2 separate regions of the Ovis aries genome follow, and region 1 is linked to region 2. A link is a contact called in public Hi-C data. All regions are on one chromosome and are shown on one strand. The core of a region is the stretch at or near the end of the contact, and the rest is flanking DNA. Distances in the headings are between cores, read along the strand shown.

Evidence for each region. A called contact is a pair of places that touch in the nucleus more often than the background predicts.
Region 1: a contact with region 2 is called in a Hi-C map of mesenteric adipose tissue, with 2.0 times the contacts expected there. The contact joins the promoter of BCL2 here to the enhancer-like site in region 2. A contact is called at or near these places in 3 of 16 Hi-C or Micro-C datasets (blood, mesenteric adipose tissue and retroperitoneal adipose tissue).

Annotation. Positions count from the first base shown.
Region 1 is chr23:61,898,896-61,904,262 of ARS-UI_Ramb_v3.0, forward strand. BCL2 (BCL2 apoptosis regulator) reads right to left here and starts at 3,148. Exons shown (of 2, transcript XM_012103831.5): 1 at 1,509-3,148. The coding sequence starts at 2,063.
Region 2 is chr23:61,811,595-61,816,775 of ARS-UI_Ramb_v3.0, forward strand. The region is part of intron 1 of BCL2 (BCL2 apoptosis regulator); the gene reads right to left. Among named protein-coding and RNA genes, the nearest start is that of BCL2, 88 kb to the right of the region's middle. Within about 2 kb of position 2,182, at least 16 of the 54 cell types and tissues checked have an H3K27ac peak or open chromatin away from gene starts, as enhancers often do.

The DNA.
Region 1 (5,367 bases), core at 1,898-4,397, 88 kb after region 2:
TATGGTATCTCAAAGAAACAATTCACAAAAAGCATTTATTAATAAATTTTAGGGGTTGAATGCGGATTTTCACTCTTAAACACTAAACACGGCATCAGGGCTTTGCCAGCTTTGGTCACGCGGAGCATCTACTTTCCTTGGGTTTTCTCTTTTCAGCCCCTCGTACGTGCACACTTTGTAAACTATGTAATGTGCTTCTTGAAATCGAACCCACGTGTAGTGCCTTCTAAGGATTTTGCTCCTGTTGGGTCCTATAAGACAGTAATAGCAGTAATCCTCCTGGCGACTGTAAAAGGAACCACTGAATGGCATCCTTTTTCAGGACAGCTCTTCAGATTAAAACAAAAAGTCTGCAAAACCTTGAACCAGAGTTATTCCTCTTTCACTTTTTCACAAATTGATCATTTCAGATATGAGGTGTAGATGTCAGTGACACTTCTTCAGTCTTATGAGCTGTGCCCCTCCCCCAGAGAATCACGCTCACAGAAAGAGCTTTATGGTGCCGTGACGGAGGCTCCGTCTAGCACAACAGTACCAGGAAAAAAAACAACACAGCTCACAGATGTTCTTCAAAAATACAAGCATCAATCACTTCAACTAAAGTCACAGCATGAGAATCCACAGCTAAGAATCAATTCTTCTATCTTTATATAGATACTCTGGACGCAAGTTTGCCCCACAGAGGATCCCACCAAACGATGTGCATTGTAGGTTAGGGTGGAAAATAAAATACACTAAAAATTCCAGTGAACTTCTAAATCATACACAAGTTATAGAAATAGAATACAAGACAGGCGGCCAACGCGAAACCCGTCAGTGATGAAACAAACGCCCACAGCCTAGGGTTCTTCAAGACACAAGGTCATGCCCACTATGAACGCGGCACACATTGGAGGTCAGTGTCAACAGACTCTGGAAGTCAACTTAACCTTTTCACAATCATCCAGGTTTTCTAGGGAAAGGGGCTACACTGGTTTTCCTCTTTGGGTAGATTTTACCAAGTGAGTCAGAGAAGGCAGGCTCCTGGGCCTCTAGAGGAGTCTGCTCTTCTAATCAGTGGTTTTCAAATTTTAGGACAAAGCAGAACCCCCACCCCCACCCCCCCAGGGGAGCTCATTTCTGATGCAGAGAGTCAGGACTCAGCCTGGCATCCAGCTTATGAGTTGTCCCTGAAATGCTCCTTTTCAATAAGCTACTCCACCAGGTACCGTGATCATGGGGATCCCTGGACTCCCAGTTTCAGTAACCTCGAAGGGATGCCCTTTATCCCCAAATTCTACTGAGCAGCAAAGGCTGGATCTTTGGACCTCAGTAGCTGGCGCAAGGGAAGCAATGTCTCCGGGGAAGGAGTGATCGCGGTGGGGCCGGCAGGGAGAGCTCTCTGCAGGGGAAGAGAAAGGGAGACCACACACCTGGCTCCACTCCACTGGCCTGCCCTTGACCCTGGGCCCAGCCACACCCCGCCACTCGGACCGCCGGCTCAGGCTCACACCCAGACGAGCACCTACCCAGCCTCCGTTGTCCTGGATCCAGGCGTGCAGGTGCCGGTTCAGGTACTCGGTCATCCACAGGGCGATGCTGTCCACCAGGGGCGACATCTCCCGGTTGACGCTCTCCACACACATGACCCCTCCGAACTCAAAGAAGGCCACGATGCGCCCCCAGTTCACCCCGTCCCTGAAGAGCTCCTCCACCACCGTGGCGAAGCGTCCCCTCGCGGTGAAGGGCGTCAGGTGCAGCTGGCTGGACATCTCGGCGAAGTCGCGGCGGTAGCGCCGAGAGAAGTCATCGCCGGCCTGGCGCAGGGTCAGGTGGACCACAGGTGGCACCGGGCTGGGCGCAGGCCCGGCGGCGGCGGCCGGGGGCGGCGGCGGGGAGGTCCTGGAGGGCGCGGGCGCGCGGCCGGGCTGCGAGGACAGGATGCCCGGCGCGGGGGCGGCCCCGGGGGGCGCGGCGCCCGCGGCTCCGGCTTCCCACTCGTAGCCCCGCTGCGACAGCTTGTAGTGGATGTACTTCATCACGATCTCGCGGTTATCGTAGCCTGTGCCCCCCGCGTGCGCCATCCTTCCGCCGCGGGAGGGCAGCCGGGCCCCCGCAGCACCTCTCGCCCCCCGCTGCCCGCCCCACGGCCCCGCAGATGGGGGGAAGAGTTACAACCCAGCTATTTCATTGGGTGTGCTTTGCATTCCTGGAAGAGGGGGTGTCTTCAACCACGCGGAACACTTGATTCTGGTGTTTCCCTCTTGGCATGAGATCCTGGAAATTTTTACTTAAATCCCCTTCGGATCTTTATTTCATGAGGCACATTATTAATTACTGTTAATATCAGTCCACCTCCTCCGTGATGCTGAAAGGTTAAAAAAACTAATCAGTCAAAATCAGGTGCGTTTCCCTCTGCACGCTGGTTGAAAGCAGGGCACACACACACTACAAGTTACACGCTGAGAAGAATATATTACACTGCCTGGAAATTTAAACTTACTCCAATGCACTTAAAGTGAAAATCGCAAAGGTTCCCACTGACAGTTACATTAAACCAATTTCCTGTGCAAAGAACTTACTGGTATTTTTCAAGGACAGCATGATCCTCTGTGAAGTTTCCTTTTTTGTGAAAACAAATGAAAAGGCAAAAAGATTCCATCAATCTTCAGAACTCTCCAGTTAGAGCTGCTCTGAAAACTTCCCAATGAATCAGGAGTTGGGGGAGGGGGGTGCAAAAATTTAGGAGAATTTCCAGTTTGATTCCTAGACTTCTTCACAGAAATGTCAATCTGTAGGAATCCCAACCGGAGATCTCAAGAGCACGAGCAAACGGAAGGCAGCGGCGGCGGCGGATGAATTACCATTTCTCAGTCGGTATTTGCAGAAGTCCTGTGATTTTTCCCCTTCTCGGCAATTTTCACGCGCGCACACACGCGCGGGCACACACATGGGTCTGTGTCCGCGGGGCCGCCTCACGCCTCCCCGGGGAGAAAACACCGGGCCGGAGCCGGCGGGCGAGCGGCGGACGCGGGCGGGGATCCTCTCCGGATCAAACTCCGAACGGCCAAGGCATTTTCCGAAGAGCTGCCGATAGACGCAGGCTGGCCGCGCCGGCCCCGCGGTGCCGAGCGCGAGGAGCCCGCGCTGTGTGTGGTGCCGCGAGGGTGGGAGGCGGCGCTGGCGGGGGAGGGCTTTATTTTTTTTTTTTTTCCCCTCTTTTCCTAAAAAGGGATGACTGCTCCGAAGTTCTCCCCCCCCGGACCCCTCTTCCGCTGCACCCCACCGGCGCACCCCGCCTCCGGGCCGCGCACCCTCTCCCCGCCCCCGCGCCGCGCGCTCCGGCCGAGGACGCCGCCCGGGGGGGGCCCGGCGCCCGCACCTTCGCGGCGGCGGGGGGACCGGGCGCGGGGCGGGGCGGCGGGAGGAAGGGGGCGGCGCGGGGGGCCCGGCCTCTGACTTCATTCTCCGCTCGAACCGCCCGGTTTCCTGTGCGTGCGTCACACGGTTCATTCAAAAAAAGAAGAAAGGACGGGCCCTCCCCGGAGCCGCCCCCCCCGGCCGGGTTAAAGGCGCCGCGGCCGGCGCGGAGCGCGCCCCGCCGGGGGCTCTGCGGGCGGGGGCCGCGGGGCCGGGGGCTCGGGGGGCCCGCGCCGCGCGCCCGGCCGGGGTGGGGGGCGCGGGCGGCGCGGGCGGCGGCGAGGGGCCTCCTCGGGCCTGCGGCGGCCGGGCGCGCGCTCGGGGTCTCCGGGGCCCGCGAGGGGCCGGGGGCGCCCGGGGAACCGCCCGCGGCGGGGGGGCGGCTGCCGGGCGGCGGAGGCGCGGGGCGGGGGGCGGGGGGGACCCCGAGAAAACGGGCGCCGGGAGCCGCGGCGCCCCTTCCTCGGCGCGGGCGCGCGCGTGGCGTGAGCGCGCGTCCCGCACGCGGGGTCCACCCTCGGCCGATGCTGACCCCGGGCGGGGGCCTCGGCGCCGGCCCCCGAGAGGAGAGGCCACGCCGCGCGCGCCTCCGCGAGGGCAGCCGCGAGCCTCGCGCTGCCTTGCAGCTGCTTCCTGGCTGTCCACGCAGAGCGCGCGCTTCGGAGACCGCACCCGGGCCCAGGCTGGACGCGGCTCCCGGGGCTCGCGGCCGGCCGGCCCGGGCGGCCGAGCGCTGTCCGGGGCGAGTGGTGGCGGGGGGCTCCGCGGCCCCGGGGACTGCGGCCCGCGGGCTCCCCTGTCCGTGGGATTCTCCGGGCAACAAGGCTGTCCCTTCTCCAGGGGATCTCCCTGACCCAGGGATCGAACCCAGCTCTCCGGCATCGCAGGCAGATTCTTTTTTCCTCGCTCCCAACCATTCCGGCCCTGGGTTAGGAGCCGCGGGGGCTACCGGGCACTTTCAGGCCCGCAGCCCCGCAGTCGGGGCGGGTGGGTTTCTAAAGGCCTCCGCGGTCGTCCAGCACTCAGCTCTAGACGCCCGCACCTTGTCGAGTTACCTACACATACACCAGCCTACATAGACACCATGTGCGCACAGTTTTAATGCTTTTATACACAGTCATACGTATACATTTCATATACGTAAACATTTTTAAAGTTCATCAGTACAAATGGCCTCCGGAAAAAGAGCACAGAGGGCAGACAAGTCGCATGCGCGTATTTTTATTTCTAAAAGTCTTTGACGGAGCGCCGGGAAAACGTTTACTAATAGCACCGCGGCTTAGTTAACTGGGCTTCCCTGGTGGCTCAGGCGGTAAAGGGTCTGCCTGCGATGCAGGGAGACCAGGGCTCCACCCCTAGGTCAGGCAGATCCCATGGAAAAGGGAATGGTCACCCACGCCAGTATTCTCGCCTGGAGAACTCCATGGACGGACGGGCCTGGCGGCCTACAGCCCATGGGGTGGGTTGCAGAGTCGCGCACACACAGTGACGAACACCTGATGGGGCTCAAGTGGAACTTCCGGGAGCGCCCTTTGTGTGGGCGAGGAATGCAAGGCTGACTACTGCCCTGTCCACACGCACACCTCAAACTGTACTTGGTCTCCTTCTTAGACTAGAATCAACACATTCATTCTTCAGGAAAATAAGCACAGCAAATTACTTTCATTTCTTCATTTATCAGAGCCAGTCAGCCAACATGCCAGCCCACCTCTTGCTTGTAGGAATGTGTACCTGGTACAAATGTCTCATCCAGGCATGGAGTGAAGGAAATGTCCCTTCCTGTTTCCAGCTGCTGGGACCGCCACCTTTGCCCCACGGCAGTGACAGCCAGGTGCAGTGGCCTGGAGATCTGTTCTCACCGAAACAGAGGAAAGCCAAGCGGAGGCCACCCGTCCTGGTTAGGGGTCTTCTCGGAACTTGCCTTAACTCCTGAAGTTACTTAGGAGGAACCAAAAGCCGCAGTGCTTG
Region 2 (5,181 bases), core at 932-3,431:
AACCTGTAAGATGGACCCTTGTCCTACCAGATATCAAGACATTTATTAAAGCCTTATAATTGCAGCTTGTTAGACCAACGTAACAGAGAGAGCCCCTCTGTGAACAGGAACGGGGGGTGGGACAGCAGTGGCATTATAAAAACTGTGGGAAATGACTGAACTGTTTACTAAATGGTCCTGAGAGAATCTGTAATTCACAGGGAAAAAATAGATCTCTAACTCATGCTATATCAAAACATGAATTCCAAGAGAATTAGTTAACTCTAATATTTAAGAAAAATACGACGCTTTTTATGATCCCAGACTAGGAATGACACAAACCATAAAACAATGAAGGGAGAAAATGTTGACCAATTTGACTTTGAAACTTATGTGACAGAAGACGTCAAAGACAAAGGTTAAAGGCAAGATATAGAAAGGGGAGCTTTTTTGTTAATATATAGGATGCATAACAAATGCTTGATAATCTGTAAGGAAAAAAAAGCAACCCACTACAAAAAGATGAGCAAAATCTATGAACTGGAAACACACAGAAAAAGAAACCCAAATGGCCAAAACCGTGAGAAAGAGAAGCATAAATCAACAGACACCAGGAAGCATGATTCAACACCACAACAAGATGTCCTTGAACCTATTTCATTAGCAAAACGTAAAAGGCTGATGGTGCCCAGCTTTGGAGAAGGTAGTGTCAGCAAGAACTATCATACATGGTTCTGGAAGTGTAAGCTGGGAACAAGTCAGCAACATCTAGGGGTCAGTGTCTGTCCCGTGCGACCCCCAAACCCATGTCTGCATCTACACCGATGCAGGAGACTCGTTGGATCCCTGGGTCGGGAACATTCCCTGGAGAGGGAAATGGCAACCCACTCGTCCTCTTGCCTAGACGTTACCATGGGCTCCGAGGGGCCCTAAGGCAAGTGATCACTGCACAGGGGATGAGAGGCGGGCCGGGCGTGGTGGGCACAGGGCTTCGGAGTCTGTGGGCTCAAATCCCTCACCGTGAGATCGCAGCGCTCACCCCACTCATCCAGTGATTGACCCACACAGGGAACTGGAACCTGGTGCAAAGGAGGGTGGGCGGATGAAGGGGAAGGCCACCTCTTCCCCCTGGAACAAACCGCAGCCCGAGCAGGGCGATGACATAACCTGATTAAAAAAGGGAAGGAGCCGCGCTGCCCCGGTCATCTGACGACTTCTCAATGAGTCTGGAACTCCCTCGCGGGGCTGCTGCTGTCCCCGGCGCATCTGCCGAGGAAGCGAAGGGGCCGGGGGAAGTGAGAACGGTGACCTCAGGCCTCTCGGAGGACGTCCCTCGGCCCCGGGCCTCCAGCGGGCCGGCCGCCCGGGTCCAGCGGTGACCCCCGCGCTGACCTTCAGCCCCTGCTCTTCCAAGAAACTGCGGGGCTGAGCCACCATCTTGAGGCCAGGGAAATTCTAGAGTCCTTCCCGGTTTTCAAGAGTTTTTCCTTAAAAACAGGACCTCTTAAAATCCAAGAGTGGTCCTTAACGCTGGCACGTGGGTGTGAGGCTCATTCCTGGCCACGCGGCCGCGACGTCCCCTCCTGGTGACACACGCAACGCCCGGGAGGCGGCAACGGCACTGCTGTCTGCAGTCTCGGTAAGGCTGCTCCACGCTGCCCACGGTGCAGCCGCACCCTCGGGCCCTGGGACCGCTGTGGATGCGGCGATCCCATCGTAGCTTCCAGAAGCAGCAACTCGCAGGCCCCGCCCGCCCTCAGAGCGACGCGCGCCCGGCGCCCCGCCGCCCCAAAAGCAGCACACGTGCACAGGGCAGGCTGCAAAGAAGTAAGCATCTCCCGACGGTGCGAGCTGCCACAGAGCAGGGTGGGTAACCCAGGCAGCTTCCAGAATCCTCTCTGGAGGCCTGACCCATCCGAGACGGCATCTTTGCAGTCCTGAGCGGCGGTGCTGGTGTCCGAGTCCCCAGGGTAGCCGGTCCTGCCCTTGCTTTCTCTCTCTCTCCGGTAGTATTTTCCCCCCCCCGCCCCTCCCCCGGGGAGCACGCTTGCTGCACTCCTCCAGGCTTGTTTTCATGCGATTCCTTGCCTCCTCACACCTTTCCTTGTTGTTTTATGGAAAGCTGCTGGTCAGAGTTGCCCAATACCCATGCATAGCTGGGTGGTGGCATCAGATACCCAGGAAAACAGAGCGACTATTCCAGCCCCAGCCTAGAGCCCAGAGTTGGATGGAAACACGAAAATTAGTTGTTGCTAACAATCCATTGTAATGAAAATATGATCCCAGTAATTGATTTTAAATAGAATTTTTTAAAGACTCCTTGGCTGCGTTTCATCAAGAATACAGAGTTTCAAAAGCGTTCATTCCAGGGTTGGATTTTTTCCCCCTTTCTTCTGGCTTAAACCCCAAATGGCCCAGATCCGAGTCTGAATAAACAGTGTGGGTGGTGAGTGTTCCGTGGGGCCCAGTAGAGGATGCAGGCACTCTCGTATTCGGTTCAGCATTAAATCATGTGAGACCAGCCTGATGACTCTGGAGAACTTTTACTCAGTAACTGGAGGGCCACATAACGCGTCCTGTTTCTCCGCTTTTGGGGGAGAAAAAAAAATTAATTCTCCTAACTGCCAAGGCTTAATTATGTATAAAGTTCATTGACCTCACAGGCGGCTGTCAGATGATCTTGCGAAGGCCCAGAGAAAGGCATCCCAGGAATGCGGTGATGTGGGCAGAAACCGTGGATTCAAGCCACCGAATGCTTGCAACGGGCCGGAATCGGCAGCCGCTCAGAAAGACTCCAGTGCAGACAGAACTTCAGGGTAATCAGTCATTTCATCTCACCTGAGCGTTGGTAGGCCTTCAAAGGGATTGCTACAGATCAGAAAAGCTCAGGCAGAACCCCCGGGGGACCGTGAGGAGGCGGGTCGGCGACGACCGGCTGGCACGATTCTGCGTGCCGCCAGCTCTCGTGTGCATGCCCGGCGTTCTCTCCCCGTTTTGGAGGCAATGCCCCGACCCCTGGTACCGACAGGGAGAGCGAATGAGAAGCAGGCCCATTCATAAAGGCACGGTGGGCCTTAAAGGAGGCAGGAGAGTCTGTGCTGTCTCCGACGGTTTTGATGGAAGGCAGCACGGCGTGCCTCTGCAGTGACCTTGCCTGTCTGCCCATTAAATGCCCTCAAGTGTGATCCTGCACAAGGGCTGGGTTCTCCTCTGAGGGCTTGGGGTGGGGAGGGGGGAGGGACGAGCAAGCTGAGCTTCCAGAACATGTGTTGGTCTTCCGGTCTTTCCCCGGGGACACCCCGGGGTCGATTGGCACCCCGGTTACTGAGAAAACGGGTCCTGGGCTCCTTGGTAACGGGAAGGCGGAGCCAGGAGGCGGGTGAGCGGGGTGTTAACTTCAGGGGTCCTCTGATTCAGAGGGAGCAAATGTGAAATATTTTGGCTTGGCACTTCCAGAGATTAAAATGACCTGATGGGGTCCAGTATCACTTTCTTTCAGGACCTTTCTCACTGCACATACTCACTTTATCAGTCAAAATACCGTGATTTCAGGGGTGGAATGTCCCAGGGCTGTGTTCTAACCTAAATCAGCTGCACTTACCCTCGTGGCTTAATTGTTACGAATGCAGAGAATGGGTGATCACAGTTTAACCAACATTTTCATCCTCTGATGGCAGCGGAATGGAAAGATTCTCACTTGTTTCATTTTTAGATAAAGCTGAAATTCTGGGGTTCTTTAACCAAAATCAGCCACCTAGATTTTGAATACACAGCGTCAGGGGGCTTTCAACCCACACTAATTCAATAGGTATTTGGGAAACTGAAATAGTGGGTGCTCTTGGTGACGCAGACATGACAAAGGGAACCTTGCCCTCAAGTAAGTCACAGGTGAAGAGGCAGACACTAATCCCAGCTGGAGGCCTCCCTGGTGGAGAGGGGACAGCTCGATCCCTGCTCCCAGAAAAGTCCACGCGCCAAGAGGCAGCTGAGCCGTGTGCCTGGAGGCCGTGCTCCCCAACAAGGGCAGCCACGCGTGGCAAGTAGAGAGCAGCCCTCACTCACCGAAACGAGAGAAAGCCTGCGTCCAGCAACGGACACCCAGCACAACCAAACACAAATAAATAAAAATAAAATCCCAACTGGAGGATTCGGGAAGGCTTCCCACACGGAACCTTCCCGGGTGAGGTGGCATCCGCCTGGAACCTTCAGCCAAAGCTCCCTTCACGCCTGTTGGCTCTGGCATTCTAAGTCATGAGTCATGCTTGGTCACGGCCGGGGGTCTACAACTCTTCCTTGTTTTTAACCCGTCTCATATTTGAGGGGTCTTAGAGACCCAGGCCATTTAATAAAACCTTCTTCAGGGAATAGGGATAAAGGAAAATGCCCTCTGTCTTCCCACTCTGAAGAAGGAAGCCTTCCTTCCAGTCTTTAACATTTTTCTAGAAATACGATTTATCCCCATAGTTCCAGAAGAAATACACATCCAGGTAAAGAAATCTGGACACGAAGTACTACCCTAAATCATTTCCACCCTTCGGATACAACGACTTATAAAATTCCAGGAAGGAAGCGACCCTTCCTTCTCACGAAGTTCCTGCGGGGAAATCAGAGGGGGCCGCGGTCGCAGAGCGCTGTCCTTCCCTTCCTTCCCGCAGGGGCTCGCCGTCTCAGCCACGCGGAAGCTTAGTCCTTTCTTGTCTAGTGTGTGTGTGCTGCAGGAGGTGGCAATTTGAGTTCATGACTTGTCTCTGATACGTGGAAAGTTCCTGGACATTGAGGACTGTTTTCTTTTCTTTTAAAAAATAAAAATTCTCAAAACTGAGTTTATTTATTCCAAAAATATACAAGATTAACTGAAGTGACTGATTTTAAAATATCAACCATTCTAATTTGCCATTTACTAGAATAAAAGAAAAATTATACAGCTATTTCAAGAGATGCAAAAAAATTATAAAATCTAACACCCTTTGTTATAAAATCACTTAGCTAACCAAGAGTAGGAGAGCATTGACTCTGATGAAGAGCACTGCTCACTCCATTTCCTATGAGGCTGGGAAAGAGACGCGAAATGCCTGTTCTCCCTCACTGCCGTTCAACAGGTTTTAAAAAATTCATTTCAACTACAGTGTATTTACAGCCTCGTGTTAATTTCTGATATTCGGCAATGTATCAGGCTCACAGGGATGTGCATTCTTTCCCATA